Regions from separate parts of the Mus musculus genome. Here region 2 is linked to region 1. Evidence: chromatin contacts called from public HiChIP or PLAC-seq data. All regions are on one chromosome and are shown on one strand. Each heading gives the region's core, a stretch centred on a gene start, on an enhancer-like site or on the middle of the called end of the contact. The rest is flanking DNA. Distances are from core to core; before and after follow the strand shown. Region 1 holds the start of Tmem132c (transmembrane protein 132C). Region 2 holds the start of Glt1d1 (glycosyltransferase 1 domain containing 1).

Region 1 (7,669 bases), core at 1,322-3,821:
TCTTCCCTCCACAGGTAAAGCAATTTAGAAACCCTCTCATAGACATACCAGAGGCTTGTTTCCATGAGAGTCTAAATTCCAACCAGCTGTCAATCAAGGATAACCATCAGGGGACCTTGGTCTAGTCTACTCTCAGAACCCTCTAAGAAACTGGCTGGTAACTGGAAACTGTTTGCTGAATGGCTGAATGACATGTGGAATTCTAAGGGTCATTGCGATGTGTCTGCGAACATGAGCCTAACATGTCTTTTATTTTTCTTCCTTCCTTGTTTTCTGTGTCAACCAATAAGCACCAAGAGTCAAGACCCTGTTTGTTTTGCAAGCTGACCACGGCTGCTTTTACGAGGCCAATCTATAGCCATTCTTGTCTTACCCTCAGTAACACTGGCTCATTTAATGTATAGCATAGCAATACAGAGACATACACCCTGCCTGGAAGCAGACAGCACAAGCTGCTCTAAGCCGCACCAACAAGCTCCATACCCCGTCCATTTAAGATTTCAGCATGAACAAAACAAATCTAAAAAGTGGCCTCTTCCACTTAGAAGCCCTGGGCACATGTGGAGGCCTCCTGCCAATAACTCTGCCCTCCTATAAATCATATTAATTGTCTCCATGTGCCCGCAGCCTATGGGGAGTTTCGCAATACCCTTTGAGGAGATTAGTGGTCTCTGGTGTCGCTTATGAGACTCAGGCGAGCATCTGGAAGCAATTTCAGTTAAAGAATTAATGATTTTGAGGTTCAATAATACAGGACTTTAAAAAAATAAATAAATACAGGAAACTTTGTTAGCCAGGGGGGAACCTGCGGGTTTCCCAAGATAAAGGGACCAAGGATCCTCTCTCCCATGTGTTTGTTGGATTTAAGTCACGTGGCAGATTAAAGGAAGTCTTAAAGCGGAGCTTGCAAAAGGAAAACTCTCTTTACTTAGGTCTCCTTCTGTTTGTTCTGGAGGCATCAGGAAGGGAGATGTATCTAAGGTTCAAGAGATTGGAGGACATGACAGTAGGTGCCCATATGGTGATTCAGGGTGTAGATGTGGAGGTGAGAACCCCTTGGGGTTTTAAATTCTTGTTCCTATTATTGAACGGGAGATAGTGGATGAAACAAACTCCATCCCTCAGTCTGAAATAACGGGCTGTTGCACATCTCCTTTGCTAAATATTTGAGTTTTTTTTAAAAAGTCATTCTCTAGAGACTTCCAGACTTAAAAAACAAAAAACAAACAAACAAATGATTAAGTCTGCCTTCCCCTCTTGGGGCTCATGTGACTTCGTTATTGCTTCCTAAGGATGTGTCTACCGTGGCTTAGTGAGCTGAACAGTAGGGCCTGCATCACCTAAATATAAAGTGGCTGCCTCCCTGGCCTGTGAGAGCCCAGTTGCGTTTTGGGTGCAAGCTAGTCTCCAAGGTCTGGGCTCCTTGGGCTGCTTCTGCCTTCTCCTGATCTGGGGGTTGGAAAGCTTGCTTCTTGCCCTGGTATTTCTTCTACAATCACTGTTTTTGAAAGCTTTTCCAAAGGATTGGTCAACAGGATTCTGTCAGCCCTGGTTGGGAGAGGGACCACTGAGCCTATGCAGCGTGAGGCTTAGAACAGGGTGGGGATCCCCAGGTTTGGAGAGCTAGTGGCAGATAGAGGCTCGCGCGTGCATCCTGAGAACCTTTCACTTGCAGACCCAAGAGGGTCTTTGTGCAGCACACTGCCCAGGCTCCTGGACCAGCAGATGAAACCCTAGGGCTGGTAAGCCTAAAGGGACATGGCTAGAACCTGGTGACCAGAAGGGAGTGCTGGGAAGTCAGGAGAAAATGGGTTCAGGGTGTGCAGAGAAACCGCTCTCACCGAGGCACATCTGAGGCATGTTTTTTTTTGGGGGGGGGGAGGGGGAGGTGGAGACATGGCGTCGCTGTTTTGTTTTAACCCTGCACAGTTGATTTTTTTTTTTTAAAGTACATTGGGTGAGAGACACAAAAGAGTCTCGCCTTTGCCACATGCCCCAGGCCGGTTTCTAAAGACAGTGGGGTTAGTCAGCGCGTTCCCAAGCGCAGTGCACGCGGAGCACACATCCGAACACATCCCACTGAATCCAATCTTTCGCTTAGATAGTTCCTCCACAGCTGCACGTGGCTTTGAAATCCAGTTGTCTCCAGCCCTCAGAAGAGGAGGACCTAATGTTGTAGATGGGGAACCGACGGCCCCGAGTGACCGTGAGGGGTGGGGGGAGCAAGTCGCAGGGAGCAAGGATCCAGCTCCATCCTGCGTGGTGAGCACCTGGGCAGAGCCGTCTTGCAGGACATGGTTGCGCGGAGGCAGGAGACTGCGAGGCGGCCGATCAGCAGCAGGAGGAGAGGGATTCGAGGTCTCTGAGTCTCTTCGTCCTCTCTCTGGGTCTCCCTCCCGAGGCCTGCGCTCCGGGAACCTCTCTGGCACACAAGCATCCTCCATCCATCCCTCTGGCCGCGAGCGGGGGCCGGAGGTGGGCGGATCCGGAGGGTGTAGTGGGCGGGCCCGAAGTGGGCGGTCCCGGGGGCGGGATCAGCAGGACCGCGGCTGCAACCCGAGAAAAGTTGTCCGGACCCGTTCAGGAGCAGCCGCCGGAGCCGGAGCGCTGCCGGGGGCGGCCCCGGGCATGGGGCAACCGGCGCGGTCCCGGGGCTGGCGATGGATGGCGTGACAGCGGCCACGATGCGCTCCGAGGGCGCGGCCCCGAGGCGGGCGGCGCGGTACGGGGCGCTGAGCCTGGTCCTAGCCACGCTACTGGGCCAAGGTAAGGCGGGCGCTGGCGGGGACCTCCAGGTCCCCTAGTAGGCTGCGGGAAAGCCGGGGCGAGGGTGGAGAGAGCGGCGCGAGATCCGGGTCCCATCTTAGAGCCTCCATCTACGGAAACAGCGGACACCAGCCTCAGCTTGGAGCATTAGAGTCAGTGCTAGGGATCCTCCGCGGCAGCCCACCTCGAAGCCCTACTGCCTCCCTCCAGGAGAGCGGGGGGGGGGGGGGGGCGTGGTTGCCGGACTCTGGGTCTGGGCTACACCTTGACTTCTACATTGGGCTACACACCCGGGACTCGGTGCAGCTGCGGGACGCGGGGAGGACCCTGGTTTCCCGCGGCCCCTTCCCCAGCTTTAGAGAAACCTGAGACTTTCCGCCCTACATTAGACCGAACGGTGGCATTGAAAGCATCGGACCGCTCTGGTTTCCAGCGACTCGCCGTTAGGCTCCCACTTCGGTCCTTTGCTCCGGGGGCCGTGGGAATCCGGACTCTGCAGGTTTCTGGAGACTTGTGCAAACCGGCTGACGCAGCCTGGCCAGAGCGCTCGCTGCTGCTTAAGGTCGCTAAGTCATATTATTACTCTTCTGTGAGCCCGGTCGGCGGCAGGCAGGACTGGAAGATCGGAGCCGCTGGCTTCAGGCATTTAGGGTCCGCGAGCTACGGGGTGCGGTCGCGGGGGCGCCCTGAAGGGGTTTTCGCGTGCGGTGGGTTAAGCCCGGATGTTCCCCGGAGTCCTGAGCCCTCCCGCAGCGAGGCGGGTTCAAGCTCAGCCTTTGACACGGACTGGACTGAGGATTCGCTCTAATCCGCCCCGCACAGATGTCGAGACCTCACTCCTGTCCGGGGTTCCAAGGATGGGCTGGAAATGTATCTGGGGAGACAAGTTGACAATTGGCGTTAAAAAGTAGAATTTGCTTTACAAAAGTCTCTACTCCACCATGTGAAACCAGGGGATGCCCCTTACTCGAGGAGCAATTCCCAGACAAACCTGCCATGTACGCTGTGCTTCCTTCCAGTGGGTCCTGTTTCCACAGAGCCCCGGGTAAACTGGGGTGGGGGGTGGGGGTGTTGGGAGTGGGCTTCCCCCCCCCCCCAAAGAGCAGAAATTCAGGAGCCTTTACCTGTGTTCTGCTATTAGCCCAGAGGCGGCTCTCGGTACACACCTCCCCGCGGATTCTGATCACCAAATGGCTTAATGGGGAGTTAGAAAGAAAGAGAGAAAGAGACCCAGATTTCGCTTCTGACTAAGAAGCGGCTGTTATTGCGGTGGCCGTTTTAGACCTTGGGCTGGCTGGCGATTGAAGGCGCTGGGGTGGGGCTGGCATGGTGGAGGTTGCAGGGCTGGGAAAGCCCATGTGATGCAAAGCGCCCCCCTCCCCACCAAGACACCTGGATTTGCTAGACTTCACCATGTTGGGGGTGGGAAGTGGGGAGGGCTTCTAAGGTTGGTTCTGGAAGCCCGTCTGCCAAATGTGTTTTCACTTTGTATGGCTGATGAAAGCTACAGTTCGTCCCCGGTGTCTTCCTAACCCAGCCTGGTGTTTACTCTGTAAGATGTCGCGTGCGTGCGTGCGTGTGCAAGCGGGTGTGTGTTCGCACCTATGTGTAGAGACAGGAGATCAATCCTCGCTGTCTTCCGCAGTCCGTCTCCACGGAGGGTTTTTTGTTTTTTTCTGAGACAGAGCTTCTCATCTGGCGGGGAAGTTCCCTCATTAAGTTCCTTCCAGCCCTGCCCTGTGCATTACTGCCTCCTAAGCGCTGGGAAGCCAGCCTGCTTCACCTGCCTCGCTTTTCTGTTTTCCTGAGTCTGGGATTCAGGTCCTCCTGCATACACGCGCATGCGTGAGTCTACCCCTGAGCCACCTCCCGGCTCCTCCACAGCATGTTTGACAGAAACAAACACCTTCTCACCCTTGTTTAAATTTCCACTGTCTTAAAAACAGCTATGCCACCAGGGACTTTGACTATACAAGGGTCTCTGCGCATGTTTCTGGAACCTTGGAAATCTGTCCAGTCATCGGCCACCAACCAAGTGTGTGTTTTTGACGGTTAGTTCTGAAGCTTTGCAACACATCAGGGGTTACAGAAAGCACAGTTGTGCTCTGGAGTTTTCATAAATAGGACAGTGCATTGAAAGGAAGGGCTCTCTCCCTAAGGCTCCCTTGAGCTGAAACACCCGCTTCTACACCCGTCAACCCTCAAAGGCAGGTGGAAAGGGTTGTGGGCTTCTGATGGCTTCTGATTAGGTGGACGGGCCCCAGAGACAGCTGGTTTGGGCTGTGGATTCCAGCTCACCGGAACCCGATGGAAGGTCCACTGATATTGAGATGTGCACACGGCCAGGTGGACCGAGGCCTCTATGGAGGTGTGGGCTGTAAGCTGTACACGGACGAATCAACGGTGGTGAACGAAGCTCAGGAGCCTTCGATTGGAGGAGGCTTTGGAGAATAGAAATAGCTTTAAGATCAGTGTTGGCCACTGAAGGAAGGAAGAAAGGAATGATAAACACTTCTCTGGCCTCTTAGCACTCTGGGAATTACCGGTAAAAAAGGTTCTTCTCCCCTGCCCACGGCCATGCTGTCTTTGGAGACCAAGACCTTGGGCCATCCTTTCTCATCTGCCACACAGCATCCCCCTGTGTGACAGATGTTCAAAGGTCCCTGGAACCCCCACCAGGCTTTGGCTTGCCCCTGTTCACCCCCCCCCCAACCTGGCTCTCATCAGACTTGGACTATCCACAGGATGCTTGCAAAAGACTGCAGATTTTCAGTGTTTTTGTTCGTTTTTGTTCTTAATGGGAGTATTCCTGTAATTAAATAAAATACATTTATAGTTTTAAAAATGGGAGAAGTCACGTAAAAATTCATTTTCCCCCCTGTAGCATCTATGTCAGGCTCCTAAACTACACTGCACAACTGCATACAGATTATCTGAGTAAATTACAAGAAATGATCTTCTATTTGCCACAAGCTATACATAAGCTTATTTTTTTGTTTTTATTGTTGTGTATTAGTGTTTGCCCATATGTAAATCTGTATACTATATGTGCAGTTGGTTCTCTTGGAGGCCAGAAGAAGGTGTGGGATCTCCTGGAACAACAGTTACAGTTTTTTTTTTTTTTTTTTTGTGCTACCATGTGGGTGTTGTGTTCGAACTCAGGTCTTCTGGAAGAGCAGCCAGTACTGTTAACCACTGAGCAATCCCACCAGACCCTGGTTATCCCCTTTGTTCTAAAGCCAAGTTTATTAAGGAAAAAATGCATACAATGAAATTTTCCCATTTAAAGTAGATAGTTATAAGTTTTGACAAACATATATAAATGTATCAACTTTTGGATCATCTTCAGAAACCCTGTACCATCTCCTTTCACCATCCACAGTCCCTGACGTGATTTTTGGTCTCTGGACATTTCCTGTTTCCATAACACGGTGATGGGCTCACACTGTGCCTGGCTTTCAGATCTGCTGCTATCAAATCAGCACAGTGCCTTCCATACTCAGCTTTGCCTCAGTGACAGTGGGCATTCCTTTTTAATGCAGAGTAATATTCCCTTGACTGACTGCAACAGTTTGTTGCTCAAATGAAGGACTCCGGGTCTTAGCAATTATGGAAAATTTGTGAATATTCAGAGACAGGTTTCTAGGTGGTATGGATTTGTTCCTCCTGGATGAGTATCTAGGCCTTGGGTGATGCTGAGTGATTTGGTAACTTGGACATTTTGTTTCCCTTCAGCCAGGTCATCTGTCCCACTACATATTATTGTTATTTGGTTACTTGGAATAGCCAAGTACTACAAATTACTTTGGGCTGTTGTTGTTGCTTGGTTGGATTGTTGGGTGGTTGGGTGGTTTTTGGTTGTTGGTTTTTGGAGACAGGGTCTTTCTATGTGGTCCTGGCTGTCCTGGAACCCTCTCTGTAGACCAAGCTGGTCTCCAACCCACAGAGATCCACCTGCCTCTACTTCCCAAGTACTGGGATTAAAGGTGTGCACCACCACCCGTTCTTCTTTGGGATTTTAAAACTATTTCCTCTTGGTGTGTGCATGTATCTATGTAGGTGCACACACGTGGAGGTCAGAGGGCTACCCAGAGGACCAGGTTCTCACGTTTCCACCCTTCAGATTCCAGAGGCAGAACTCACAGATTGTCAGGCTTGGTAGCAAGCCGCCTTACCTGCTGAGCCCTCTCACAGCCCCTCTGTAGGATGTTTTTACATTTTATGTTTTCTTGACTACTTTGGCATTTAACTTATCCTCATTCCTATGGCATATAAGGTGGGTCTTAGCAATTATGGATTTCATGACTGTCCATACATCTCCTTTGGTGAAATGACCCATTCAAATATTGCATACCCACTTTAAAATGGTGGTGGTTTCCTTTCTTACTGATGGTCTTTTAGGCAGTGTATGTATGTGTTCTAGACATGAATCCTTATCAAGCTGTGTTTGGAATATGTTTCTCTCCAGTTGTCCTGGGAAAATCAGATTTTAAATCTTAATGAAAAAGTCTCTTAACAATTGTGTCTTAGTTGCCAATTCCAGAAAATCATCCCCTAAGCCAAGGTCACAAGAATCTCTAGACACTGGGGCCATCAAGTACATGTGAGTTCAGTACCCTTGGAGGCCAGAAGTGGTTGTTAGATCCCTTGGATCTGTACTTACAGAGGGTTTCGAACTGCCATTCAGAGCTGGGCGTCAAATCCAGGTCCTCTGGAAAAACACCCGTACTCTTAACCACTGAGCCATGTTTCCAAGTCCCAAATCATTGTCTTTTGTATTTGCTGTTGATAGTTTACGAAGTACATACAGTTGGGCTTTCCTTTGTTTATCGAGTACACTAATCTCTGTCTTTTAATTACCATGTTTACACCATTTATATGTAATGTAATTATCTGCACATTT
Region 2 (7,669 bases), core at 1,304-3,803, 390 kb after region 1:
AGACTAGACTGGCCTCATACTCAAGAGTTCTCACTGCCTCTGCCTCCAAAATGCCAGGACTAAAGGCATGCACCCTTATACCAGCTTCAATCCTACTTTTAAAACATACCTTGGATAGGGGTGGGATGGTGCTGGCGAACACCTTTAATTCCAGCACTCAAGAGGTAGAGGTTGTTGGATCGCTGACTCTGGTTTACAGAGTTGAGTTCCAGGATGGCCAAAACCTTGTTTCTCAAAAGACCAAAATCAAACCAACCAATCAGACCAACCAACCAAAACAACAAAACAAAACAAAAACCCATGCCTTTAATCCCAGCACTGGAGAGGCAGAGGCAGGCAGATCTCTGAGTTTGAGGCCAGCCTGGTGGTCTACAGAGTGAGTTCCAAGACAGAAGTCCTACATAGTGATACCCTGTCTCAACCAAACCAAACTAAACTCAAAATGACAAGAGTTTCAGCAAGTTACCTATGCTGGCCTTGAACTTTCTACTCTCCTGCTTTAGTGTCTTGACCAGCAGGTGGGTTTATAAGTGTGTGTCACCATACGTAGCTTGCACCAACAGAGATCATTATACATTTTCTTTTGTTCCTCTGTAGACAGATTAGATCGCAGAGGTGACCTCAGACCTCCCCTCCCATTTTTCTGATAAACAAGCTTTGCCGAGGGTGACAGTGTGCACCACACACTCATCTTTTGGCCAGCTTCCTTGCAACCTCAAAGCACTCACGTCGTCATTAAAAGAACACCATCAAGGGTCCCGGTGAATTTCCAGAAGTATGCCTGAAAAATGAGATGTGCTACTCTGAGGGCATCATTTTTCCTTCCTTCTCTCCTTCCTTCCGGAATGTGAATGTGATGGGTTGAGCTATGGCAGTCAAAAGACGCCTGGAAGACATCTCCAGATTCAAAAATAAATTCTGGGGGGCTGGAGCAGAAGGGAGCCGTTCCTACTGAGGATGTGGGTTTGAATCCCAGAACCACATCAGACAGCTCACAACCACTCGTAACTCCAGCTCTATAGGATCCAATAACCTCTTCTAGCCTCCACAGGCACCTAAACAGATGCACATGCACGCGCGCATGCACACACTCAAAAATAAAACTTGAAAGAAAGAAAGAAAGAAAGAAAGAAAGAAAGAAAGAAAGAAAGAAAGGAAGGAAGAAAAGAAAAGAAAAGAAAAGAAAAGAAAAGAAAAGAAAAGAAAAGAAAAGAAAAGAAAAGAAAAGAAAAGAGCAAGTCCTATTAGTCTTTTCTGTGGAGAGAAGGAAGAATCAGGTAATTATATGATTAAAAAAAAACAATCAAACAATCAAACAAACCAACCAACCTTCCCTTGCTTCCCCCCTGTGAATAGGTAGGAGAGTGGGTCCAGTGTTCCCCTGCAGAGGCAGGCTTTGTCCATTGACAATCAGAGACCAGTGTGTTACGAAGCTGGACTGGGAGAAGGCTACTCAAGGGACCCAGGCACCTACTCTTTCTTCTTTGAAGTTGTTAGGGAGTTTTCAGGGATGGGAAGAGATTAATTTCCGGGGCTATGCTTAGAATATTGGTTCTATAATATTGATGGGCTTTAAATAATGCACATGTCTTTGTAAAACGCCATGAATTCACCCAAATGTCACGCTGTCACAAGACTGTCTCTTCCCACCCTTCCTGCTCAGGTGTATTTAGTGCAGGAGGCTCTGAGCCCTGGGCTCTGCACAAACCTGACTTCCTAGCCTTACACCACACTCCTCAAAAACTGCCTGAGGCTGCGGATGTGGATGTGGCTTAACGCTTGGAAGAAGAGTCTAGCAAGCAAGAAATCCAGGGCTGCTGGGTGCCCCCCCCCCCCCACTTCCCCTCCTTTCCTCAGAATCTTGTGGCTGGTCTTCAACTTACAGCAATCCTCCTGCCTCAGTCTCTGTATTCCTGGAATTGCAAACCTACATCCCTGAACCCAGCCAGCTCCATAACAGCCTTCTCTATTTTGGTTCTCCATACTCTTTCTCTGGAAGTTCACAGAACTTAGTTTGGGGAAGCCAGAGTCTACAAAAGGACGGACTGCCTACATACATAGAGTCCAGGGCATCCTTAGGGTCTAGGGTCCTCTCAATGCAAAGTGAAGCTCAAGTCCCCTCTCCACATGTGGTCTTGTACCTACACCTCACCTGGTCCTAGTCTCTGGGGGAGCAGTCTCTGTATCAGCCACTATGTTGCATGTAGGAGCCCAACTCATGATCTTTACGAGGGGAAGTCACAGGACAACCTATGTTCTTGGTGCCTGAAGAGTGGACAACCTCCCCCCACCTCCCATCTTTCTGAGCTCGTGGCTGTCTGACACCTGGTCTCGTGACCCCCACCCCCACCCCCACCCGCTAGTCTCCTCAGGTCCCCTCGGGGCCCCCAGATCTCCCTTCTCCCTTCCCTTCCCTTCGTGTCCCCTCCCCTGCCCTCCCTGCCTTCCCTCCCTCCTCCCCTCCCCTCCCTACCCCTGAACCTGCGGGCTCCGCCTTGGAACAGCAGGCGGGACCGAATCCACCCCTACCCCTCCGCCCGGGCCTGGTGGCCCAGTTCTTGGCGGTAGCGACGACATGCGGCTCCTGTTCCTGGCAGTACTGAGGCCTCACACTGGCAACGCGGTCACAGCTGGGCGCCTACGGTATGTTGCGGGGACCTGAGCATCCCTCGCGTGGGGATGCCGGACTGGGCCGGGCGCCGGAGCCGCGCGTGCACAAACGGCCGGGTTGTAGGCGCAGGTGCGGGCGCGAGGGGCTGCAGCTCTGATTCCAGCTGCCTGCTGCCCTGTCTGGCTATTGTGAGTGCCCTAGGATGCCGCAAAGAGGCCGCCTGGGCCAGCGCTGGGACGCGGGGTGGTGGTGGGGGAAACCAGAGGCTCAGCAAAGGCCTCGCTGCAGACTTGAGCTTTGGGCAGAGTGGCCTGGGATGAGAAGCGGGGACCCACGTGGCTGGAAAGACGCAGAGTCCCGGTGCATCGGATGCTCCAGCACGTGCGGAGATTCAGGGTCCGAGTTCCGTGGCTGCTGCCATTCCCTCCCCCGCGCCCGCACTTCCTACCTGGTTCTCTTCTGAACGCTCAGCTTATTTTATTTAATTAGGCCTCTTTTTGCTTTGTATGTTTACCTGGGACGGAAGCCTGGAGCCAGGACAAGGCAGGGAAGGCGGGTCCATTCACCTCTGGCCATCTGGTTGCCTGGATCAAACCGGGCTGGTCTGAATCATTGGAAAAGCAGACACTTACGTGCCCGTGCTCACTTGCTCGCTCCCCCCCGCCCCCCGCGCGCGCTCTCTCCCTCCCCTTCCACTTGCTTCAAGACATTTCCCAATGGCTCCCCCCCCCCCCCCGCCCCCAGTGGGTATGTTTCCTCATCATGGGAAAGAGCCGTTGAGTCTTCAAGCTAAAAAAAATGTTACAGTTCCTCTCAAGATCACAGTGAACAACCAAAGGCGGGCAGATGCATACCTGAAGTTTCCCCGGAGTGGTGATAGTGTTGTGATTGTGTGAGATTCCCCTCCCTCTAATTCAGTCACTCTTCGGGCTCTCTGTGGACTGAGCTCTTTCCAGTAGAAAAGTGCAAGTCATTTACAAGGAGAGTAAACACAGGGGTAAATCATTCCAGGGCGATTGGGACCATGGAGCAAATAAAACCATGCTGGGGTGTGGCCAATTTGATAGAGTGCCAGGCAAGCATAGGTGAATCCCTGGGTTCCGTTCCCAGCAGTGCATAAACCCAGGAGGTGCGGTTGTACATGACCACATGCTGATAACCCCAGCCTTTGGGAGCTGAAGGCAGGACCATTAGAAGTTCAAGGGCATCCTCTGCTACTGTCAACTTCCAGCTACTTGAGAGCCTATCTCCAAAGCAAAGCAATACCAAAACAATATAACCTTTGCGTTGGAGGGGCTCCTTCAAGTGATAAGGTCCAGGCTGGGCTCTCGGCAGAAGTAGCTTGTAAGCTAAGATCAGAGGGAAAGCACCCACAGGTCCCGAGGCCAATGTTAACTTAAGCTGTTCAAGAAACAGAAGGTTGGCGAGACAGTTATCCAGCTGTCTTGTGCACATGGTAAGAGGAAGAGATTGTATTTGCGATTACCATTTAAACATTAAGCACCTTTAGCTAACATTTGACTGTGTGGGTGGGAAAGGTCCAAGATTCTCCGGAATGACTTGATCACGGATGAATGAAATAGTGGAAAACATGCCCAAATGTATCATGTGCATGGAGGTCGTCACAAAGTAGAATCAATCGCTAACCCAGAAGTTTGTATGCCCCTTCCCATGGGGGAAGAGGGCTTGGAGGATGTGTGCCATTCCTAGGGGGATAGTCTGTGGTTAGGGAAGGCCCTGGTGGGCTTAGTGAGAAGCTCGCATAGCCTTGGAATAAAGTTGTAGACTCACAGATCAGTGATTGACTGTAAATGATTCCTTCAGAATATTTATTGGGTGATGCCAAAGTCTGAAGCTGACCTCCTATATTCCCATCTCCTGTTCCCTTCCTTTTTTAAATCATTATTTATTTTTATTTTTTATGTGCATTGGTATTTTTTTTTAAAGATTTATTTATTTATTATATGTAAGTACACTGTAGCTGTCTTCAGACACTCCAGAAGAGGGCGTCAGATCTTGTTACAGATGGTTGTGAGCCACCATGTGGTTGCTGGGATTTGAACTCCGGACCTTCGGAAGAGCAGTCGGGTGCTCTTACCCACTGAGCCATCTCACCAGCCCCGTGCATTGGTATTTTGCTTGCAAGTATGTCTGGGTAAGAGTGTCAGATCTTGGAGTCACAGAGAGTTGTGAGCTGCCATGTGGGTGCTGGGAATTGAACCCGGGTCCTCTGGAAGAGCGGTCAGTGCTCTTAACCACCAAGCCATCTCTCCAACCCTTTCTTACATAGAGCAAGCAAAGGACAACAACAAAATACAAAGAGAATTTCTCTTCCCCAAAGTAGTCATAGAAATCTGAGCCCTCTTTCCCAGAAAACAACCATAAAACCTGAAAATTCTACCCCCATTCTTTTGAAACTGACACTCTCTGCTTGCAGCATAAGAACTGACTTTCCTAGACAAACGTCACGTCTCCGGGGCTGGGAAGATAGCTCAGTGAAGAAGAGTGCTTGTTGCCAAAGCATATGGATCTGAGTTCAAATCCCACCACCCATATTAAAAAGAGGGGTTCAGGTATAGAGAAAAAAAAAAGACTCAAAAGCACACAGTTTTTGCAGCAGCTATGTCTAGAGGCTCACAGCCACTGGTAAGCCAGATCCCAGGGATCCAACACTCCCTTCTGGCCTCCTGGGAATCTGTGCTCACACCATCCCCACATAGACACATACAAGTGCACAAAATTTATATATATATATATATATCTCCAAGCACAGTAGGATATACCTTTAATCACAGCACTTGGGAAGGCAGAGGCAGGTGGTTCTCTGAATTTGAGGCCAGCCTGGAATACAGAATGAGTTCCAGGACAGCCAGGGCTACACAGAGGAACCCTATCTTGAAGAACAAAACACTAAAGTTTCTATGAGGCTGAGTAATTAGAATTTAGTGATTCTGAGTCCTTTCATTGGCTTGGTGAGGACTGGTGGTCATGAATCAGGGCATCACAGTGTGACAAGGCAGCTAATCTGCCCGAGTCAGGGTTGGGCATGAGGCTGGAAATAAGGGCAAGGTTTTTGTCACAAAAGGCCAAGAACAGCCATAAAATGAAGGTAGTGTTAGCTGTAGGATGGCAGGTAAGAGGGACTGAACCTGTGTCCCATGCGTTTTAGAAGCAATGGGGGCTGTTGGTAGAGTGCTTATGGCTCATCTGGTAGAGTGCTTGTAGCTCAGAGTACTTGTGGCTTAGTTGGTAGAATGCTTGTGGCTCAGGGTGCTTGTGGCTCAGTTGGTAGAGTGTTTGTGGCTCAGAGTGTTTATGATGTAGTTGGTAGAGTGCTTGTGGCTCAGACTACTTGTGGCTTAGTCGGTAGAATGCTTGTGGCTCAGGGTACTTGTGGCTCAGTTGGTAGAGTGCTTATAGCTCAGAGTACTTGTGGCTTAGTTGGTAGAGTGCTTGTGGCTCAGGGTGCTTGTGGCTCAGTTGGTAGAGTGCTTGCTTAGCAGACATTAGGCCCTGGGGTCCACCCCCAGCATTGTGCATAATGGGTGTGGTGGTACATATGTGCGATCTGATCAGGACTTTGAATGCGGAGCCTAAGGATCAAAAGCTTATGGTGATTCTCTACTAAGTAAAGAGTTCACATGAGACCCTGTAATAAATACATACATAAATAAATAAATGGAAGCAAATAAATACACGAGCAGGCAAACAGAGTGTGGAAGAAGGCAGATCTTTGTGAGTTCAAGAACAGTTTAGTTTACTTAAGTGAGCTTTAGGCCAGCCAGGGGCTACATAATGACAGTCTGGAAAGAGAGAGGGACAGGGAGAGAGGAGGAAAGAAAGAAAGAAAGAAAGAAAGAAAGAAAGAAAGAAAGAAAGAAAGAAAGAAAGAAAGAAAGATAGGAAGGAAGGAAGGAAGGAAGGAAGGAAGAGAAGAGAAGAGAAAGAAAAGATGGAGAGACGGTGCAGCAGTTAATAGCACTTGCTTCTCTTTTCAGAGGGCTGAGGTCTTGTTCCTATCACATCAGGCGGCCCACAGTCAGCTGTAACTCCAGCTCCAGGACATCTGACATGGTTTTAATCTCCTTGGGGCACCCACCCATTTGTGCCCATACATGCACAGAGACATACACATAAAGACATTAATAAAACCACAACTTTTTGTTCGTTTGTTTTTTGAGACAGGGTTTCTCTGTATAGCCTTGGCTGTTCTGGAACAGGCTCTGGAGACATCAGCCTGGCCTCTGCCTCCCGAGTTCTGGCATTACACCACTGCCATTTTGCATGGCTAAAATACAACTTTAAAAGAAAACTGTAATCAGAAGCCTAGAACACAGGCGGGTGTGGTGGCTCATGCCTCTGACCCCTGCATTTAGAAGACAGAAGCAGGAGGACTTTCATGAGTTCAAGGTTAGATAGGTTACATGGACCTGTCTCAAAATAAATGTAACCCAGAGAACAAACTTCACTTCGCCTTGGTGGAGAAAAAAAGGACACGGGAAGTAGATGTGAGTAGGAACCTCAGTAGCTCTGTCCAGCTAGTGCTGGGCCCAGGGATTTCAGAGCATCTTTCCTCTCATGGAGAGGAGGCTGAGCCCCCAAAACCTTTCAATAATTCAAGTTAATCTTAAAACAGCTTCCTGGGTCAATCCCCGCTTTTGTGGATAGCTAGCTTCTCCAGCTCCCTCTCAACCCCCTCCCCGCTTCCACTGACAGTCCTGGGGGACAGGGAACACAGGGTCTGACGCATGCCCTGCAGTCAGTCATCACGGGGCTGCATCCCCCCAGCTAACCCCTGCTTTTATAATGAGACCCCCAGATGTCTTCCACTGTCTGGGAATGGCTTCCTCATGACAGTGGTCGATGAGCAGCTGAGACAGAGACCATCCTCCAGAAACCCAAAGACATCTTGCTTTCCACTCTCAAATTGGCTTTCCTGGTATTTTTGAAATGTGTTGCTGCTTTTAGTTTTTATCATTTGCGTATGGGTGGGTTTTGTTGTTGTTGTTGTTTGCCGGAATGTGTCTATATGCGTGTATGTTTATGCACTGCATCAGT

The links. HiChIP or PLAC-seq counts read pairs in DNA pulled down with a chosen protein or histone mark.
Region 2: an H3K4me3 HiChIP or PLAC-seq map of embryonic stem cells shows a contact between it and region 1, with 15 read pairs. The contact joins the promoter of Glt1d1 here to the promoter of Tmem132c in region 1. A contact is called at or near these places in 2 of 39 promoter capture datasets (frontonasal cranial neural crest and hippocampal neurons), 2 of 484 Hi-C or Micro-C datasets (both in embryonic stem cells) and 5 of 115 datasets of contacts at active chromatin or transcription factors (embryonic forebrain, embryonic limb bud, embryonic midbrain and 2 more).

Annotation. Positions count from the first base shown.
Region 1 is chr5:127,239,255-127,246,923 of GRCm38.p6, forward strand. It overlaps Tmem132c (transmembrane protein 132C), which reads left to right and starts at 2,572. Exons shown (of 9, transcript NM_175432.3): 1 at 2,572-2,766. The coding sequence starts at 2,661.
Region 2 is chr5:127,629,709-127,637,377 of GRCm38.p6, forward strand. Glt1d1 (glycosyltransferase 1 domain containing 1) reads left to right here and starts at 2,554. Exons shown (of 12, transcript NM_177005.4): 1 at 2,554-2,643. The coding sequence starts at 2,576. It also overlaps a transcript of Slc15a4 not described here.